Regions from separate parts of the Mus musculus genome. Here region 1 is linked to region 2. Evidence: chromatin contacts called from public Hi-C data. All regions are on one chromosome and are shown on one strand. The core of a region is the stretch at or near the end of the contact, and the rest is flanking DNA. Distances in the headings are between cores, read along the strand shown. Region 1 has its middle 11 kb from the start of Gm11494. Region 2 has its middle 53 kb from the start of Gm34677.

Region 1 (5,255 bases), core at 2,398-4,897, 220 kb after region 2:
TCTACTCTCGGGTCATGGGCATGGCCACATCCAGCATTTTACATGGGTGCTTGGGGTACAAACTGGGGCCCTCATGCTTGCACAGCAAGCAGAAGTTCTTACCCACCAAGTCATCTCCCCAGCCCCACAGGAAGGGCTCTTATCTAGGCCACTGGCAATTTCAGAGTTGCCAAATGTAATGAATGCTTTTATGTGCTTATCGGAGTTGAACTCATAATATTGAACACTGCCAACCATCAATACCTTACAAAGACTTCCTCCTTTAGAGACTTTTTAAAAATATTTTTATTAGGTATTTTCCTCATTTACATTCCCAATGCTATCCCAAAAGTCCCCCATACCCTCCCACCCACTCCCCTACCCACCCACTCCCACTTTTTGGCCCTGGCGTTCCTCTGTACTGGTGTCATATAAAGTTTGCAAGTCCAATGGGCCTCTCTTTCCAGTGGTGGCCGACTAGGCCATCTTTTGATACATATGCAGCTATAGTCAAGAGCTCCGGGGTACTGGTTAGTTCATAATGTTGTTGCACCTACAGGGTTGTAGATCTCTTTAGCTCTTTGGATACTTTCTCTAGCTCCTCCATTGGGGGGTCCTGTGATCCATCCAATAGCTGACTGTGAGCATCCACTTATGTGTTTGCTAGGCCCCAGCATAGTCTCACAAGAGACAGCTCTATCTGGGTCTTTTCAGCAAAATCTTGCTAGTGTATGCAATGGTGTCAGCGTTTGGGAGCTAATTATGAGATGGATCCCCGGATATGGCAGTCTCTAGATGGTCCTGGAGGGTATCATCCTGAGTGAGGTAACCCAATCACAAAGGAGCTCACACAATATGTACTCACTGATAAGTGGATATTAGCCCAGAAACTTAGGATACCCAAGATATAAGATACAATTTGCTAAACGCATGAAACTCAAGAATGAACACCAAAGTGTGGACACTTTGCCCCTTCTTAGAATTGGGAACAAAACACCCATGGAAGGAGTTACAGAGACAAAGTTTAGATACTGTTTTTTAAGGATATCTTCAGTCTTAGCTTTCACTTCACAGCCTTTGCCTACTCCTTTCCCGACTCCTCTGCTTACTTTGTTCCCCTTCTACCCAGTGTTTCTGTGCTTTAACTCTTTAAACCTCACCCACACATTCTCATTGCTCTAGCATCTTCCTTCGTGCAGCCCAGTGAGTATCAGCGATATTCTGGTTTCATTTCTGTTGCCTCGATGGGATACCCTGATGAAAAGCCACTCAAAGGAGAAAGGGTTTCTTTTAGTCCACAGCCCCAGGTTACAGTCCATCACTGTGGGGAAGTCACAGTGGTAGAAGGTTGACATACCTAAGTTGTATCACATCCAAACACAAGAACAAAAAGATAAAAATGTGCCATCATTTACCAGCTTGCTTGGACTCAAATCCGTTTCTCCTCTCACACAATTCAGGATTATCTACCTAGGGAAGAGTTCTGTCCACGTCAACCTAGACAATCCCCCATAGACCTGACCACATGACAGCCTAATGTAAATGACCCTTCATCAAAACTCTCTTCCCTGGTGACCTTACTTTTCCTTAATTTAGTTTTAATCTTGCTAATTAAAGTGAATTCCCACAAACAGTAATAAGATTTATCTCCTAGGAGACATTTATCAGCGACTGAAGACATTTTTTATTATCACTAATAGAACAATGACATTGGTGTCCAATTGATAAAGAAGAGAGATCATTAGGAGATCAATTCTTCTGTGCAACCTATTAAGCCTTCCAGAATAAAGAATTAACTATCCCAAATACTGATCTACTTGCTTTGAGACTTCCAGCCCTTGGACTCATTACATCATTGATAGAAAATATGCCAGTAGTAGTCAGCCTCTCTCAGTAATGGAATTGGTATCTAATCCAACTGGCACAGGATCTTCTTGTAGTAGACTCTATTTGCAGCCTCTCTTGCAGCTAAAGAACATATGAAACCTCTAGGTTACTTCCTTCAAAGAAGGTGTCATTTTCCCTACCTTTTCTGAATTATAAAATACCTCAGTGGGGCTAATGAACTAATTTCAAACACAGTAAGAGCAATAATATTCAAGAGGGTGACAAATAAGAATAAAGTCACCCAAATCACTGAATGACCTTGAGGAATGGTTCTGACTAACTCTAGAGAAATCGCTAACCCTCTTCTGAAATATTACATGAAAGGGGAAATAAATTTAAGTTCTATTGCATTAACTCTATTTGGGGTCTAATGTTGGGTTTTGTTTTGTTTTGGTTTGTTTTGTTTTGTTTTGTTTTGTTTGTTTGTTTGTTTGTTTTGTTTTACAACTTGTTTATTCTCCCAATGGATACGCAACCTGTATGTTGATTGTGTTCTAATTTGTAATAGTCTTGTTCTTTTCTTTTTTGAAAGACAATCTTGCTATAACCCAGGCTCACTTAAATCCTCCTTCAACTCAGCCTCCTAAATTCTGGAGTTACAGATGTGTACCCCCATTCCTGTCCTCTGCACTTCTTTCTTAGCATCAGATTTACAAATAGCTACATATACGATGTGTACCTTATGTACTAAATACTACATATTGGATACATCTCAGAGTCTTAAAATTATGAGATGCTAAAGCCAGAGCCATGGTACACAGTCCTCATCTTCTGCCTGTGGATCCAGATGTAGAACTCTCAGTTCCTTCCCCATCACCATGTCTGCCTGGATGCTGCCATGCTTCCTGCCATTAAGAAAACAGACTAAACTTCTGAAACTGCAAGCTGGTCCCAATTAAATGTTGGCTTTTATAAGAGTATAAAATTTTGAATTTCAAAATTGAACTCTTGATGTATCCCCAAAACCACTCACAAGTTTTTCCTCCTGTAAGACATCTTTAAGTATTTTGTCATTATCTTTTCTCTGTTATAGCTCTCTACATGTGTGTGTGTGCTGTCCACCTCCCTCATAAGCATAAAAATCCCAGTTCTTTTACTCACACAGCCTACTCATATTTTATTATCTCTGTATTAATATTGCCAGGCACATAGTGAGTTTTTGATATTATGTTAATATGAGTGTTTATATGCATTTACTTATGCTTTCTAGAATATAATAATGCCTCAGTAAGGCAGGGTTGATCCTGGATATCTCCCTGTCTGTTCTAACAGCTGAAGGAAGGTTGCAATGAACATTAAAGGCTGCATTCAAGAGAAGAGGGCAGATACTTGGATATAAAACTTAATGAGAGCTGGCAGGACACAGCAGAGAGTGGATGTGGGAGGAAGAACGGGACACAAACTCAAGAACAGAGCTCAGCTCAAACCATCACTCAGTTCAAGGAACAAGGAAATGTAAAACGGGCCCCACTCTGAAAGGCTAATTGTTTAAGCTATAAATTAGGAAAAACGTGGAAAGAAAGACAGAAGAAAGGATGGAGAAGGGACAGGAGGAAAAATCCAGAATGTCCATTGCTTGTTTTGTTTTGACGTTAGAGATTGCATTCTGCCATGGATACAGGCCAGCACGGATGTTTTTAGCCTATGCAGTTAGAAGCAAGGTACCAGTGAGGAGGAGAGAAAGCAACTGGAAACACTTGGGAAACTTTATTGCAGGAGCTAAAGTGATTTGTGCTGCTCTTTGAGAAACATCTCCTTGAATAGTTGGCTGCCAGACCCAGCTCCCTGACGACAAAGCCAGTCTGCATATAAATTATTCATGCCCCCTTTCATCCAGGGCTGGTCTCACTACTTTCTTCTCTTCCATGAAGCTGTTTTTAAGGGTCCTTCCTTACTCAACGTCTCCCAGGCATTGCTCAGGACTTTAATCCATGGCTGGGTTCAGAACTCACTCACTCCTAGCTTGTTGTGCCAAGCAGAAGCAGCCCAGGAAGGGGGTGGGGTGGAAAATCTTTAGAATCCCTGCCTCCCAGAGGGATCCCAGGTATTTCACATGAATTAAAATGGCCCGACTTTCTGGGAAGCCAAAGAGAAGTGGGCTGTCTCTCCATTCTGCACAGGAGAAAAGTAAGGCTGAGAGAGGCTTTCTAGTTCCATTCACTCATATGGCTAATAACAGTCTGTCTCCAGGGCAGAGGAGACGGCTCAGACTCAGCAACCTGCTTGCAAGATAAGGACTTACATTACAAAACCATGTCTAAAAAATGAGGCTTGATGTTACTCACTTGTAATCCCAGAGGAAGAAGAGACACATGGATCCCTGGGGCTTAGTAGCCATCCAGCTTAGCCTACTTTGTGAATCCCAGTCTAGTAAAAGCACTACGTTTTAAAGGTAGATGGCACCTGAGAAATGTCCTCTGACCTCACACATGTACATGAATAAAGATACACCCATATGTACATGCACATACACAGAGAGAATCTTGGGCTTATTTGATCCAAAAGCTCACACTCTCTTCTCACCATATATTTCTCCAGAGCATTATTGAGGTTTCAGAAAGACAAAACTACTTCCCAGCATCCAGAGGATTTTTTTGAAAATACAGGCCCAATCATATGGCTCGGTGGCTAAAATCACCTCCTAAATAGTTCATCTCTACAGAGAGGTTATGCAGTTGTGTTGATCACCTCCTGCAAGATTAACCCTCAGTGTTAAATCCACACAAACACACACACACACACACACACACACACACACACACACACACACACACTAATGTGTACCCAAAGGAATATACCCACTTCCACTCACCTTCTCATTAGATGACCTCAGCCCTTTGGTCTACAAGTCAGCAGCCTCCCAACCTCAGAGTAAACGCCCTTCATCAGAAAAGAGCGTTGAATGTTGAATTCTCAAACCCACCCTCAGAAGCTCTGTGTTGGTGGCTCTAAGGTGGGGAATCATAAATCTCCATGTGCTGGTGTGGTGAATGCTTCTCATCCCAGCATCTTGGGAGTCTAAGGCAGGAGGATGAGGAATTGGAAGAAAGCCTGGTCTACATGCCAAGAGCCTTTCTAAAAAACTAAATAAGTCTATGCTTCAGGAAAATCGCCAAAACTATCTCAACTAAGGTGGTTCTAGGATTGATATTCTCAGAGGTATTTCCTCTCAAGCATTAGGGCATGTGTCTGTAACCCCAGCACTCTGGAGGCAGAGGACAGAGAATCAGAAGTTCAAGGTCATACAAGGCCACAGAAGGTGTTGAGGGCCAACCTGTGGTATATTAGATCTTGTCTAAGAGCTGTTCTAGACTGTGAGATCTTGCTACAACTTGCTTTTGTTGTTGTTGTTGTTGTTGTTGTTGTTGTTGTTGTTACAGCACACCCAT
Region 2 (5,249 bases), core at 1,611-4,110:
AGGTACACTGAATGATAAAATAAATAAGCTTAGTCCTTTGTTTTGTTGTTCACAACCCAATCCAATAATGAGTGCCAGGGAGAATAGAGTCTGTCAAGTGATATTTTTAAGGATCAAGGTTTGATTCCACTTCATTCCGAGACCTCAACATCACTCCAGAGTTACTCTCTGGCTAAAGAAGAAAAACACTTGTAGGACCTTGGCGAATGCTGTAGAGGCCAGAGCTGGAATGAAATATATCTATTTCATTGACTTGAACTTTCCAAACATTCCATTGACCATCTAAGAGCCCAGACAACCAGAAGCATCTTTGCTGCCAATGAAGAAAGTGAACCAGGCTCATCTTCATTGTCCTTGGCTTTATGACTTTCATCCACATTTCAAGACAGCAGAAGTCTATTGTGTATCTTGTCCACCATTGTCAGCGACTTTTCCCCTGTACACCAAAGGGACTGCTGGATCTGGACGGTATCCTCTCTCCCTCACTTCTCCTGCCTTTGTGGATCTTCAGAGATGGATACCTTTATGATGCACACCTTTCTTCAGTGGGAGTATACTTGTTTTAGTAAAACACTTGGCATTCACATCCACCCGTGCTTCTGCTGTCCTTGCTGACTCCTTCCTGAGCTGAGGGAGCATGGTTGACTCTTCACACTCTCCATGTTCCTTTCCAACATCACATCACTGTGTCTTTCAAGCTCCATACACTCCCTGTACAAAGAAGGCAGACACACTGGCTTCATACCTCAGTTGTACCACTGCAGTTGACGGTGTCATCTCAGACCTAATTCTGTTGCCTAACACTTCTGACCTTGAATCTTCTCATCTTTCATATTAGGGTGTACTGACCTCCCAGAAACATGGAAAGGGCAGTTGGCCCAATGCAGGTAATCTATTCTTTCTCAAGCCTTCGAATTTTCTTCTGCCCTTCCTTTCTTGTATCCACTTACATCCGCCATGCAAATGTGGCGGGGATGAGAACCTGATTGGACATAGAGCCCTGGGGAGTGTTATAAAGAGACAAGGTTTGTGCTAGACAAAACAGGAAACTGGGACATAACATGTATGAATACAGATCATACATACATACATAGGGATCATGGAGTTGTACTAAAGAAAGGCTAAGGCTGACAAGAAAGCTCAGAAGTTAAAAGTGCTTGCTGCAAAGCTTGAACCTTGACTTCAGTCCCCAAGGTTCATATGGTAGAAGGATATAATATAGACTCATATACTGAACATATACACACATGCACACACACACTCTCTCTCTCCCTCTCCCTCTCTCCCTCTCTCTCTCTCTCTCTCTCTCTCTCTCTCTCTCTCTCTCTCTGTGTGTGTGTGTGTGTGTGTGTGTGTGAGAGAGAGAGAGAGAGAGAGAGACCTACTGAATTAAAAATATAATTTAAAAACCTTTAAAGAGTTTCATGTGTTTTGCAAATTGTATCTTGGGTATTCTGAGCTTCTGGGCTAATATCCACTTATCAGTGAGTGCATATCACACAATATTCAAGGAGCTAAAGGGGTTTGCAGCCCCATAGGAGGAACAACAATATGAACTAACCAGTACCCTCAGAGCCTCTGGGACTAAACCACCAATCAAAGAAAACACATGGTGGGACTCCTGGCTCCAGCTGCATACCTAGCAGAGGATGGACTAGTTGGTTATCAATGGGAGGAGGGGCCCTTGGTCCTATGAAGGTTCTATGCCCCCAGTATAGGGGAATGCCAGGGCCAGAAAGCGGGAGTGGGTGGGTTGGGGAGCAGGGGGGTGGGGGAGGGGATAGGGAATTTTCAGAGGGGAAACTAGGAAAGGGGCTAACATTCGAAATGTAAATAAAGAAAATATCTAATAAAAAATTAAAAGAAACTTTTAAAGAAATTCCCATTTTATTTTTCTAATGAATGGCATTTAAAATGTTTTCATGTGTGTTTATGGGTGTTTATGTGCTTACAAATGTAGTCATACACGTACACATGCATGCAGTTATATGTGAGGTCAGAGGCTAACACTAGGCATCTTCCTTAATCACTTGCTGCCTCACACGCATATTCAGGCAGGGTCTCGCACTGAACCTGGAGCTTGCTGGTTTGGCTAATCCAGCTACCAGTACCCACTTGCTTCCTGCATCCTCTGTCTCTGTCTCCGTCTCCCAAGCTCTCGGATGAACCATGCAAACCCAGTGTTTACGCATCTCTGTGGGCAATGTGGATTTACAGTCCGTTCTTCCTGCATGTGCAGTAAATGCTACACCAATCAAGCCATCTCCCAGACCCACCCAATGAAGAGTTTTAAATAAAGGATTATTAGAGCAGAGAACTCGGAATTGGCCATCCCACCTGTGTAAAGAAGTGCCTCCCACCACGAGTCCTTCATCCACTAGCTCAGGCTCCATCCTGAAGCCTGCAAGGCCGAGGTCGAGGCAGGGCATCACCTTTGTAGCATGAAAACGTGACTGGCAGCCAGGTGTTGAATCATCACTAGGTGGCAGTAACATCTAATGATTAATTTTCTTAGCCACGCCCCCCTCCACCACCCCACCCCCCCCATCTCACTTCTGTGTCTATTTTGCTTCTCTGTTTGAAGCAAACACTTAACTCAACACAAAATAGAAATGACCTAGTGTTTATCTCCGTTCTTATTTTGAAGTTGACTTAGAGGCACTGTATTTTAAAAGGCAGGCATCCAGGCCATTTCTCAAGCTACAAACCACAAACTTCCCTCCTGGACTCTCAGAGCTCCAGTTTAGGGACTTCTACTTTGCCTAGAACATGAATCAAAAGGTCAAGTATCTCGTATCCTCTGTACTGAACAAGGAGTCATGAGCTTGGGACAGTTTCTTTCTTCCTTAAACATGAAAACAAGGAGACATTAAAAAGTCATTTCTGCACCTGGTGGGGGATAAGCTGACTCGCCTGAAGCCATTTGGCTCACTCAACAGTTTCTGTTTTGCTTCACTTTTATTTTCTCTCCCAGACCCCTCCTCCTTACCCACAAACTCTTTTCTACAGTCAGTGATAGATTTTTTTTGTTTGAGGCTTGATTAGAATAAAGATGAAAGAAACATGTAGTATTGTTGAAAAAGCAGCCTATGGTAATGACCTAAAATTAATGCAGTATTCGGCCTATAGCAAGGAATATGGGCATGTGAATCCTAGGTTGTTTCAGGGGGGGACTTAATGGAGTCTTTTCTTAGTCCCAGAGAACTGTTCTAGGCCACTCCTGGCTTCAAAGTCTTGACTTCTTTCAGAGGACTGGGCCCAGGTCTGTTTATCTCTATAGCTAGGTCCCAATTCTGGAGAATATCTAGAATTCTAATAGATATTGACACCAGATGTCCTCCTCTCAGTGTGAAGAAGATTCAATTATTGATAGTCAAGAGTTTGAGGATGGACCCTTAGAAACTTTGCATTGCTATCTATAGTACAGTGTGGGCTATAGTTCAGTATAGTTCATATGAGGCTAGTGTACTAGATAAGTTAACAGTTCACTTGAAGGAGACTCATGGGGGGGATGCAGCTTTGTTCTATAGACTGAGTGAATGTAGGGAAACCAGGCAGGAGAAGGAAGCTGGGCCCACATTTATTCTGGACACCAAGGTCATCAATATCATAAGTAGTTCTCAGACCTAATTGCCAGCCGTTTGCTTGAAAACCCCTGAGTCCTGGGTCTAGTAAGTGGAGTTAGCAAAGCAGCCAAGAATGCAGAACCATGGTATATTATCCATTTTCATTCAGAAATGCTTGAGGGAAGTTGAGTCTACAGCTAGAAAACACAGCTGTGACCAACTGTGGATGCATCAACGTTGAAAGCAAGGCTGAGATAAACACAGAATTTAAAAATCTGTGTGTTCATGTGTATGTGTGGGTGTGCAATACTCTACACCTTCGAGGCATGGTCTCTCACTGAACCTGAAGCTCTTCAATTTGCCTAGACAAGGCAGTTTCTGAGCATCCGGGGTCCTGGTGTCTCTGACTCCACAACAGTCGCAGGTCTCTGCAGCCACTACTTTTCACATAGGTACTGGGGATTCAAACTCAAGTTCTCTTCTTTTTCTTTTTTTTCTTTTTGTTTTTTGTTGTTGTTTTGTTGGGTTTTGTTGTTGTTGGTTTGTTTTTGTTTTTGTTTTTTGAGACAGGGTTTCTCTGTACAGCCCTGGCTATCCTGGAACTCACTTTGTAGACCAGGCTGACCTCAAACTCAGAAATCCGCCTACCTCTGCCTCCCGAGTGCTGGGATTAAAGGCGTGCACCACCACACCCAGCTCAAGTTCTCATGTTTGTGTGAAAAGCACTTCATTGAAACTTTACTCTCCAGTCCCTGAAATAATGTCTTGTGACCATTTCGGCAGGAGCTCAGCTCTTCTCTCCAGCCTCACTGCTGTCTTTCTATCCCTTCCACTTAGCACAGTACAGAGTGCTGAGGTGGGCTGACAATCGAAGATCTCTGAACTTAAATGCCCATTTGGTTCTGCTTTGATAGAAAAGAATCCAGTGAAAAGACCAGTGGATGAGAGTGATTGAGGACATAGAATTTTCTGGAATCACTCTAGAGTGCACAAAATAATGAGATTAGGACAGGCATAGGACATGACCCTCTAGCCTCTGCTCTTTATCACACAAAACAGATAGTAAGAGACATTTCTTCCCTCTGTGGCTACATTCTGTCCCTTGACTTCTTTGTCAATGCGTGCCCCCATGAACATAGCCCGGTGCATAGTTAGTCCCCCAAGGATAAAAGTGACAAAGGGTACCACTGTGCCACTTTCTGTAAAATGCAATCCTGCCAATGGCTTTTTCAATCCGGAGTCATTGTAGCTGCTCATTACTTGGTTAAAGCAGGGACCACAGTCAAGACATGATTCTGTCAAACTCAGTCAAATGCGTGTTTTTTGGTTTATGGTCCTTGTTCCTTCTGTTCCCTTAGTTGCTGAGCCCAAACAGAAATCAGAACCTATCTTCACTAGAGGCATTTCCCCCAGTGCATCCAAACTTTCTTTTGTGAGACCTAATCTTCATGGGTTCAACGCGTTTCTCACGTTTTTTTGTTTCTTGGTACTTAGAGGCAAGGGCCAACAGCAACAAGACTCAGTTTCAAACACAAGTCATAATCTGTAAGATCAGGCACTGGGGTACAAGGTCCTGAGTTTCATACACAAAATTATCCATCAAAGGGAATATTAATGGCATCTCAGGAAGAAATGTGTGAGCAGTAAGCCAGATAACACAGTTCATTGTGGACAGAATCCTCT

Evidence for each region. A called contact is a pair of places that touch in the nucleus more often than the background predicts.
Region 1: a contact with region 2 is called in a Hi-C map of uterus, with 5 times the contacts expected there. The contact joins two enhancer-like sites. A contact is called at or near these places in 2 of 15 datasets of contacts at CTCF or cohesin (pro-B cells and stem cell-derived epiblast-like cells), 30 of 484 Hi-C or Micro-C datasets (the Ba/F3 cell line, the G1E-ER4 cell line, LSK cells and 12 more) and 1 of 115 datasets of contacts at active chromatin or transcription factors (bone marrow-derived dendritic cells).

Annotation. Positions count from the first base shown.
Region 1 is chr11:90,151,969-90,157,223 of GRCm38.p6, forward strand. No RefSeq gene overlaps it. Among named protein-coding and RNA genes, the nearest start is that of Gm11494, 11 kb to the left of the region's middle. Within about 2 kb of position 3,648, at least 19 of the 459 cell types and tissues checked have an H3K27ac peak or open chromatin away from gene starts, as enhancers often do. A contact at or near this core is called in uterus, where this site is marked.
Region 2 is chr11:89,934,966-89,940,214 of GRCm38.p6, forward strand. No RefSeq gene overlaps it. Among named protein-coding and RNA genes, the nearest start is that of Gm34677, 53 kb to the left of the region's middle. Within about 2 kb of position 2,861, at least 4 of the 459 cell types and tissues checked have an H3K27ac peak or open chromatin away from gene starts, as enhancers often do. A contact at or near this core is called in uterus, where this site is marked.